Linked DNA regions of Mus musculus: region 1 is linked to region 2. A link is a contact called in public Hi-C data. All regions are on one chromosome and are shown on one strand. The core of a region is the stretch at or near the end of the contact, and the rest is flanking DNA. Distances in the headings are between cores, read along the strand shown.

Evidence for each region. Hi-C and Micro-C count contacts between places; a contact is called where the count stands out from the background.
Region 1: a Hi-C map of bone marrow-derived macrophages shows a contact between it and region 2, with 55 read pairs. The contact joins two enhancer-like sites. A contact is called at or near these places in 2 of 15 datasets of contacts at CTCF or cohesin (the G1E-ER4 cell line and the NIH/3T3 cell line), 28 of 484 Hi-C or Micro-C datasets (3T3-L1-derived adipocytes, B cells, the C10 cell line and 22 more), 9 of 115 datasets of contacts at active chromatin or transcription factors (CD8 T cells, the HPC-7 cell line, the NIH/3T3 cell line and 6 more) and 1 of 9 other capture datasets (bone marrow-derived macrophages).

What each region holds. Positions count from the first base shown.
Region 1 is chr2:103,017,412-103,022,090 of GRCm38.p6, forward strand. Pdhx (pyruvate dehydrogenase complex, component X) reads right to left here. Exons shown (of 11, transcript NM_175094.5): 11 at 3,644-4,679. The coding sequence ends at 4,600. Among named protein-coding and RNA genes, the nearest start is that of Pdhx, 54 kb to the right of the region's middle. Within about 2 kb of position 1,875, at least 38 of the 459 cell types and tissues checked have an H3K27ac peak or open chromatin away from gene starts, as enhancers often do. A contact at or near this core is called in bone marrow-derived macrophages, where this site is marked.
Region 2 is chr2:102,877,310-102,882,369 of GRCm38.p6, forward strand. The region is part of intron 1 of Cd44 (CD44 antigen); the gene reads right to left. Among named protein-coding and RNA genes, the nearest start is that of Gm23731, 18 kb to the right of the region's middle. Within about 2 kb of position 1,497, at least 54 of the 459 cell types and tissues checked have an H3K27ac peak or open chromatin away from gene starts, as enhancers often do. A contact at or near this core is called in bone marrow-derived macrophages, where this site is marked.

The DNA of each region.
Region 1 (4,679 bases), core at 625-3,124, 140 kb after region 2:
ATAGGCTCAATCCCAGATGCAGCTCTTAGAGCTTAGCTCAGTTCATGTAGTCTCTGAGTCTGTACACGTTATCTAAGACTATAAAGGAGGGCTGCTATAAAGCAAGATACACCTCCCACACAGAACTGAAGAGATGATGTAAGATAAGCAGTTGCCACACAGAGGATCTTTCCCCTCCTCCATAGATAAGAATTATTAAGACACAGGATAAGCTTACTGCCAAAAGCCTAGTAATTTTAAACTAGGCTGACACTAGGCAGAAAATACTCCTCCTGATGAGCAAGCATGCAGATTAAATGAATTCTTAGAAAAGGATGTTCCCACAGAGCAGAAGCTAAGGCACTGGGAGGGGTGATCATCTACCAAGCTCTATCCTGTAGCTTCCTGATAAGTAGTATTCTCTGCCAAGCGGACTGAGGGGCCACGGATAGAAAGTAAGTGGGGCCAAGAGGTGGTGGTGCACACCTTTAATCCCAGCACTAGGGAGGCAGAGGTAGGTAGATCTGAGTTTGAGGTCTGCCTGGTCTACAAAGGGAGTTCCTGGATAACCAGGGCTACATACATTGAGACCCTATACAAAGTTTAAGTGTAACATACACATAAAAACTTAACCTTGTGTCCAGTTTATGCTTTATAAAGGCTTGACTAATGTGTATCTCATTTGGCCACAACAGACAAATCTTTAAAGATCTACTTGTCTGTGACAAGAATAACTATGAATCTCATAAAGAAAAAAATTTAAATACATTTAGATGAGAAAATCTTGACTGATCGTCCTAATGTTCTCTCAACTTTTAACAGAAACCTATATTTCCCTTAAACTTATGTCCTTGGTGGTATAGTTTAAATCAAGGAGCATTGACAATACTCACTTTCTCAGAAAGAAAAAGGTGGCTCAGAGTTGGAAAATCAGGGAAGTGACTTCTAATTTGTGAAAATAAACTATATGATCAAAGACACAAACTAACAGTAACTTTCCAAAGTTCATCTGCAAACGACTTTAGCAAATTTCAATTAAGGGTGCTTAAGAAATGGTTCAGTGGTTAGCTGCTCTTGCAAAGGTCCCAAGATCAGTTCTCAGCACTCACATGGCTGCTCACAAGTGCCCGAAACTCCAGTTCCAGGCAATCCAATGGCCTTTTCTGGCCTCTGTGGGCACCAAATATGTTTATCTAAACTATTTTTAATTAAAGAGGCTCCTCATTGTTCTATAACTTAGAAGATAAACTACTTTGTTCCAATTGCCTCCTTCCAAAACCAATGCAGATGCCAGAAAGGCAAATAACCATGCAGAACTATTCAAAATGTCTTTATGAGACGATCACTCTTTTATTTACAAGTTTAGATGTGTCCTGAAACCATGCTACTTGCTGTATCACATATAAGCACCTCACTCCTCTTCAAGTGGCAATAGTGAGCCTCCAGAAACTGTCCTGGAGGGAATTCCACTCATCTTATGGCGCTGTCTCGAAAGCACACGCCTACCTTGCATTCACAACACACATACAGCAGCCTGGCATGGAGGACACACTTCCTTGTCCTTCTTCATTAAAAGCCCTGAGGTAATGGCGATCCAGAGTCAGTCATACTTCAGTTAGTATAAACCCTGCAGCTGTTTCCTGCTGCCCCACATCCTTTGTTGTAACCCACTTGGAATCATGGCCAGATTAATTTTAAAGTCTTTCTGTATTGTTACTCCCTTCTAAAAATCCAGTGCTTCCCATTCATAGCACTTGTTTCAAGTGTAATTTTTAATCTGCATAAGTTCATTTCTTCACTTTGCGAAGGGAGCCCGCGTCCATCATGACACAACCTTGTCATGAGAACAGAATGTCTTTGAAAGCTGAGACCGAAAGCCATGCAGTTTCTCTATTTGGATGACAATATATTAACTCATAGCACCACCTACCTTTCAAAGTAGGGAAACAAGGCTTCTTTTCCAGAACTTATGTTTTGCTTAAACAATTACTGGTAAAGGTAGGTTCAGAGTGCAAATAAGTAAAAAACAAAAGAAAAAGAAAAAGTTCCATTCGATATTATGTGAACACTCTTAACAGTATTTATAAATTACTTGGCAATGTTTCATTCAAGTCTGGTCAGCAGCACCCAGACATTTTTAATGTGACAGAAAATAGTGGACAAACTCATTTTTAGCTACTAAGTAGGAAGTGTAGTTAAAGAAACCAGCCCATTCTGACTAACAGAGGTAACTGTTCATTAATACTTCCATGACTAATGGTTAAACACTAAGATGAATGATGCTTTTCCCTCATAATTCATGCTTAGGTTGTTTTCCTTGTCTCAGTATATTTGCCTGTTATAAACAGAGTGTGGTGGTGGACAGTCTTGCTGATGCACACATGGCTCACACCATGTATCCACACTCCTTCAAATCAAGATCATTCCTTGACCTCATGCTGCAATAGGATTATTTCCATAAATGACAATTTGCTTACAGGAATCTAATTGCTAGAGATGCTAGAGGAATTATTTTTGATCAAACGGGGAAAGCTTCTACACTGCTTATTAACTATCACAGAAACCATGAGAGGGAGGCAACTAGGTTTGTGTTGCCCACGAACTGAAATAAATGGCTTCAGATAAACAGTGCCTCTGTCCAAGCTGGATGGGGACCAACCTCCTTTGTAGCTACAGGAAATGGAGGCATTATTGCTAGTGATACCGGCCCACAGAAGACAGAGCGCAAGCAAAGAGCTACTTATGGCTGTCTCATGTTCAAGTCCTCAGATGTCAAAATTAGAAAAGGGGGCTGAGGAGAGGGTTCAGTGGGTAAAAGCACTCGTCATGCAAACCTAACACCCTGAAAGACAGACACCATGACCCTACCTGTTCTTACAGGCAGATGGAGGCAGAGACAAGACAATTACCAGGAGCTAGCCTGGTGTACACAGCAGTGAGCAAGAGATCATACATCAAACAAGGTGGAAAGCAAGAATCCAAGGTTGTTTTCTGCCTTACACACCTGGGAACATGTGTCTATATCCACATCCACACAACACACACTCACACAGTATTAAAAACATTTCAGCCACACTGAACTTGAAAGTAGTGCAAGTGTAAAAGCTATTTTGAAAACGGTGCTTGGTAATAATTTTAAGTTAATCTGACAAAAGTTTGAAGAGTCCATTTTAAAATGGCTTGTTAAAACCGAATAACTGAATTAAATATTTTTCTTAACAAGAGATATACTGGGGCACTAATTATTTCTGAAGGCTCCTTTGTTAGGGCTATAGTTCATCATGTCATACTCAATACAACTTGTACCATGGAGTCTTTTTTCTGGTGATTTATGTCAACTGACACTAAGGAGAAACTTTCTGCAACTGGTGAATTAAATTACCATTCATTACCATCTCATTTAAATATCGTTATCTTGCCAGAGCTGCCAACAGAAAGAAGCAGTTCTAATGTTACTGATAATGAGGGACAATTTGGCTCAGCTGATGGAGTAGATGAGCACTACTTCCCATCTGTTCTCCTTCCTAGGTCTCCTCTCTTGTGAAACAGGATCTCACTCTGTAGCTCTGGCTAGTCTTGAACTCATGGGAACCCTGCCTTAGTCTTCCAAGTACTAAGATTATAGGCGCAAACCACCATGGTGAGCTTGTTTGCCACTCTTCTATTTTGCATGTCATATCAAAGTAGACTAGAATTTTTTTATTTTCTTACATTTGACTGTACAATACAAACTTGATTACAATGCTTCAGCAAACAATACTGTATTTAAAACAATACAAATTTACAATGTATGCTAAGAGAATTTATTTCATTAGATTCCAACTGAGCATGAAAGCTCGCTGCTCAATTTGAGATCAACTGCAGCTTTTCCAGTAAAACACTCTCCCTGCCTCTGTGAGACAGGGCCTCACCGCGTAGCCCAGCTAGCCTCAAAGCGGGCCTCCTTTCTCAATCTCTCTCAAAGGCTGAGGTTATAGGTACAAACCCAGCTGCTCCCCCAACTTTATAAGGTCAGGTCTCTGAACAAACGACTCTTTAGTTTTTCTTCCTCTGTCTTCATTCCTATTGTATCCTTAGAGCTTCACAGTGTCAAAGTTAAAAGACTGGAAATATATCTAGCTAAGACACCTGGCTTTATATACACAAAAGTTTAATAATGTTGTCACAACCCCTAATAAAATGTACTTATATACTAATCCAGAGCAAACTAACTGTACATATTAAATTGTTCAAGTATATCAAGAGCTTATAAAAAATGAGAGGCCCCAATATAGACAGACATCTCTTTGAAGCCCAGTTATAACGTCAATATGATTAAGGGACAGTTCTATATATTTTTTTAATTTTACAATATCATACATTCACAATTATTCCAAAATTTCAAATGAACCAAACATAGGATGTAGTTTACATTAGTTTAATGCCTTCTGTACAGCACCAGAGGTTAAAAGTGGATCTGACCAACCAAATGTTCTTTATTAGTCCGTTTGTCATCACACATTTCTACAGTACATGTACAGGGGAGAGGAAGACAGCTCAGGTCAAAGCTTTCGCCTTAAATAAATACGCACTTCATCTACTCCATACTGAACACCCAATCAAGCGCCTGGTCTCTGAAGGCTACCCAAGTCGCATGGGATTCTCTAGGTTTGCTTTGAAAGTTTCAAGAAACCTGGTAGCTAGTTCATCATCAACCACTC
Region 2 (5,060 bases), core at 247-2,746:
TTACTCAGCCTACTTTCTTATAGAACACAGGACCACCAGTCCACGGGTGGCACCACCCACACTGGGTTGGGTCTTCCCCCATCAATCACTAATTAAGAAAGTGCTCTACAGTCATTTCTACATTCTGGTATTATGGAGGCTTTTTCTTGATTGGAGTTCACTCCTCTCAAATAACTCTAGCTTGTGTCAAATTGACATGAAACTATCCAGCATAGATAGGAATTATCATGAGCTCTGGGTCATCTTGGGCTACATAAAAAAATACCCTTGTCTCAAAAAAACAAAAAAGCCAAACTAGAGTCATGCCTTTAGATTACTTCCTCACCATCTTCCAGTTTATCAGAACATAGTGAGGTGACATAGCTGTATTTGCAATGACAAAGCATTGCAACTAGACCGAGTTCTAGGTTCCCACCACTTCCCAAATCGGAGGCACCAAAACCATCAGGCCTCATTGCAACATTGCCATCTCTTGTTTCTCATTTTCTCTTTTCATGTTGTGTGCTAAAGTGAGTAGGTAGGGATGCCACGAAGGTGCCTGTCTCCTCCGTGAGCCTGACTCTTGTTCGTTCTGCAGACACTTTGAACATACGAACAGGGTAAAACAGATCCATCAGAGGCTGGGCTGTGTGGGTGGGGATTTTAAAAATCTGGGCCAAAGGATGTCCAGGGTTAGGACTTTTCCAATCACCTAGTGATTGTGATCCATCCCTCTTTGTGCTTTCAACCTGTGCAACTACATCTGTAACAGTGATGCCGGTCTCAAATGCCAAGCTCCCAGAACTCATTTTTAACAAGCTCTTACATCTAAGTAAAGCCACAGGGTTTGGACAAGAGTCTTAGCATGTGTTACATTCTCACATGGAGTGGGCCAAACATAACTTCCCGTTATTAGGGAAGACAGCTTATTTGAAAACCCAGAAGTCTGGAAATACAGGAAGATACAAATGACCCCTCTATCAAGATGCCAAAAGAAAATAAGATGTTAATTTCCCTTAAAATAAATGGCCATTCAAAATGACAAGGGAGCAGACCTGCCAAAGGGCTCTTCTTTTGCTACAGAGACCTCTAGAAAATTTTGGGTGAGAACAATGGCCAGGTGGGATAAAATCTGACACACACACACACACACACACACACACACACACACACACACACACACACACACACACACACACCGTGTTCATGCCAAACAATCACCAGCCTAGAATAAGGACACGGTGAAAGGTCTTGACTCACAGGGTCATCCATAAAATATGGAAGTGTATGCCAGCTGTGACCCTGGGTACAAGTGATAAGGACAAATCCCTGCCATCAAAGAGTGTATGAAGAAACAAAGAGCACACAGGGAAGCCACTAACCTATGAATGAGGCAGTGTCTGAGACCAACAATGCTAGACAGAAAACAAAACAAGGCATTGTCTGTCACCATAGCTGGAGCTGCACTGGCAGGGGACCAGTGTGCTCTTAAGCTCACTCTCCTAAGAAAGGGTGCCCTTCTTTTATTTGTTTGTTTGTTTACTGGGCTTGGGTAGGATCTGACTCTTGGTGTGGTGACTCACTGCCCGTTGTCAACTTGACTGGATTTGGAATGGCCTGGGGGACACACTCCTTGGTATGCCTAGGAGTGATTTTTTTTTTCAGAGAAGCTTTCCAGAGGAAGGAAGGCCAGCCCTAGGTCTAGCTGGCACCATCCCTTGGGCTGGGGTTCTGGACTAAATATAAATGGGGTGAAGGGAATGCCAGAATCCCTGTCCCCTGCCTCCTGGTGTGATATGCTCCAGCTACCATGAACTCTGTCATGCTTTTCCCACCACAGTGACTGTACTCTCTTTAACCATAAGCCCAAAGAAACCCTCTTTCCTTCACCCCCTTTCTGCCAGGTATTTGCTCACAGGCATGAAAAATATAAGCAATACACTGGACAAAATGGAATTTCTCCTCTACCCATCTCCAGATTAAAATAAATTTAGGATTCATATTCATCTTCCAGGGATCAAAATATCTCCTTTTGATGTCCTCTAGATGCCTCTAGCATTTGGACTCGGTAAGATAGGCAAGAGAGAACTGGAAGGTAAGCGCATGGCTACTGAATGTCCTGGCTTTGAGGACAAGGGCTCCATTCGGATCACAAGCTGGTTTCAGTATTGGGGATAGTAGAGCTGTATCTATCCCTTCCAGATCTTAGCCATGAACTCAAGGCAATCCAGGGTTTCAGAGTAGCCTAACTGTGACTCTGATCATCCGTGCTAGTATTACTTTATTCCATTACTTGGAAATGTTAGGGCTTTAACCTCACAAGATCATCTGGATCATTGTCCACACGTGGGGCCCTACTCTCAGTGAGGCTATGTGGGGCTTGTCATTTTTAACTTTTGAGCCTCAGGTTCTTCACTGGTGAAGCAAAGGTCATGCTTTCTTCATGGAGTGCTTTTAAGGATGAAATGAAGGACTGCAGATAAGGCACTGGGCAAAGTGCCTGAGTCTTAGCAAAGTGCTTAGTACTTGGTAGCTATTGGCCAGTAGGTGTCTTCAAAGAAGCCTATAGGTAAAGCACCTCTTGTGATAACTTAATTAATGATCAGTTATTATATCCTTAATTAATGCCAAAGACCTCCAGCCCTCAAGATGTTTAGGGATCAGCCCTGACTACCCAGTTATGTGGCTTCTTACAACTCATATTGTGAGTAAGAGATTATGGGTGATGAATAGAAAAATACATAGATAGAGGGTAGAGATAGATGATAGATAGGTAGATGGATAGATAGATAGATAGATAGATAGATAGATAGATAGATGATAGGACTAAATTGATCTGGCACATTAGACAGATCCATTTTTTTTTATAAAGAACACTATATATATTAGAAATCTGCCCCATCCAACCAGTAAGGGTCCCATTAGACCCAACCTTATTCGTCTTTTTATCCATGGTGTCAGAGAGTGTGACACAAAATATCTCTGATGTAGTAATGAAAGCACTTATTTGACATGGATCTCTGTGCTCATCTCCTTACTAGTAAGTTATGAGTACTTAAAGAATCACTTCAGCTCTCTGGATCCCAGCATTCTCATCAAAGAAGTGGAATTTGAGAATCTCTAGTTCCCAACCCAGCCCTCTGCAGCTAGAAGAGGTCTGTGAGAAAGCTGATTAACTTTCCCAGTGATCCAGGGACTGGGTAGTGGCATTTTGCTCTGTTATCTGGACAGCTAGGATGTAATGAATATTTCAAGCAGAGTGGACTGGCCAGCAGAGTGAAAGAGCAGACAAAACAAAAAGTGTGGATAGCATCCTGTTCTCAAATTGCAGCGAGTCCACCCATCAATGGAGCTCTAGGCAAAGAATGGTTTCAATTAAGTAAAACACAACAGAGTTGCTAATTTCCTTAGAGAGAATCTTCCTAAATTACCACAAACATCCCCAGTGTGCCCTGCAGTGAATTTCGGTATTTGGGACCAATTCAAACCATTCTACAGTCCTGGGATGGTCCTTGCCTGAGAAGCTGCTCAGTGGGGACAGTGGAGAACTGCCCCCTAGCTGGATCCCTGGCCACTGGTGGTCTTTAAGGGCCCATTGTCCCTGAGAAAAGAGGAAAACTCTCACCCTCCCCTTTCCTGCTTATCAGCCTTTCTGAGTTATTACAACTGAGTCTTTTTACTCAATGATCCAGAAAAAAAAAAAAAAAAGATTTATTTAATCTAAATTCCACAAAGACACGAAAGAGACCTTGACTTTTCTAGGTCTGAGTCCAGAGAGCAGAAGACTAGAATTAACCAGACAAAGGTGAACTGGTGGGATCATGGGAGGGAGGGGAGGTGACTCTGAGTTAAATGCTATCCCAGCACATAGGATCTGAGGCATCTTAAATGATTCCAATTCATGAGCTTCCATTTCTCAGACTCCTGTGACGCTGAAGAAGTGTCGCTCGTTTATTCAATACATATTTACTCGGAAGAATAGACGAGTGTAAGACAGTAAATGCATGCAAATTGCCATCAAGGAAGTAGACCATAGTACATGCTCAGTAAATGCTCTTCTCCATAGGCAACTGGCCTTGACTCCCCCTGATACCAAGGATTCCTTTGAGTTTTGAATCTATTATGTCTTTATGCAATGAAAAGTCATCCTTGTTTTGATAATCTGCAGTTTCGTTCCAAACAACATTAAGCCAAACTCTCATGAAATGGAAGATGGAAAGCTGACTCAGATGCAAATACTCCTTTTAAAAGGTGTAAAAAGCCTTGCTCATTGTGGGGGTGTGGCTGGGAGTGGCTTTTGGAGGACAGCAGAACTAAGCAGTTAAAGGCAATTACAGGTATTTTTGGAGGTGAAAGAATTGAACATCCCAATGACAGGCAGGGAGGCATTTACTTTATGCACTCAGAAACTGGCCCCCAAGCTGGGACTTGTGGGAAGGGTGTGGGCCCTGAGAAACTCCAGCAGAGAGAAGCTATTGCATTGAACTAACCCCCTAAAGGCTCCTCTGTGCTCCGAGGCCACAGAACAACACTGTAAAGAAGTGTTGCTACAGCTTGGGGTGGGGGGGTGGGGGGGCGTGGCTCAGTAGGCAATATGGTTGCCACACAAACATGAGAAACTGAGATCAGACTTCTAGCCTCTATCTATAATGTCAGGGGGGCTGTGCCTATAACCCCAATGTTGGGGAAGGAGAAATGGGGGAGTCTCTGGAAATCACTGGCCAGCTAATCTCACTGAACAGGTAAGATCCAGGTTTAGGAAGAACCCTTGTCTCCAAACAATGAGGTAGAGAAAGATAAAAACATCCAGGCATCATCTGGCCTTATCATGCACACCTGTATGCAGTCATGCTCACAGTCCATGCTTACACCTCATGTACACACACACACACACACACACACACACACACACACACACACACACACAGGCAAAAGCCACTCCTCCCCTTGCCCCCAGTAACTGGAAGAACGGGAGGCAGGAAAGGCTGATCCTGCTGACACAGGCAGCCTGAGAGATTGACTGTAATTGTGCAAGTAAAGACAGGCCCCAAAGCGTGCTTCCCAGTTTGCTTTCACCAGCT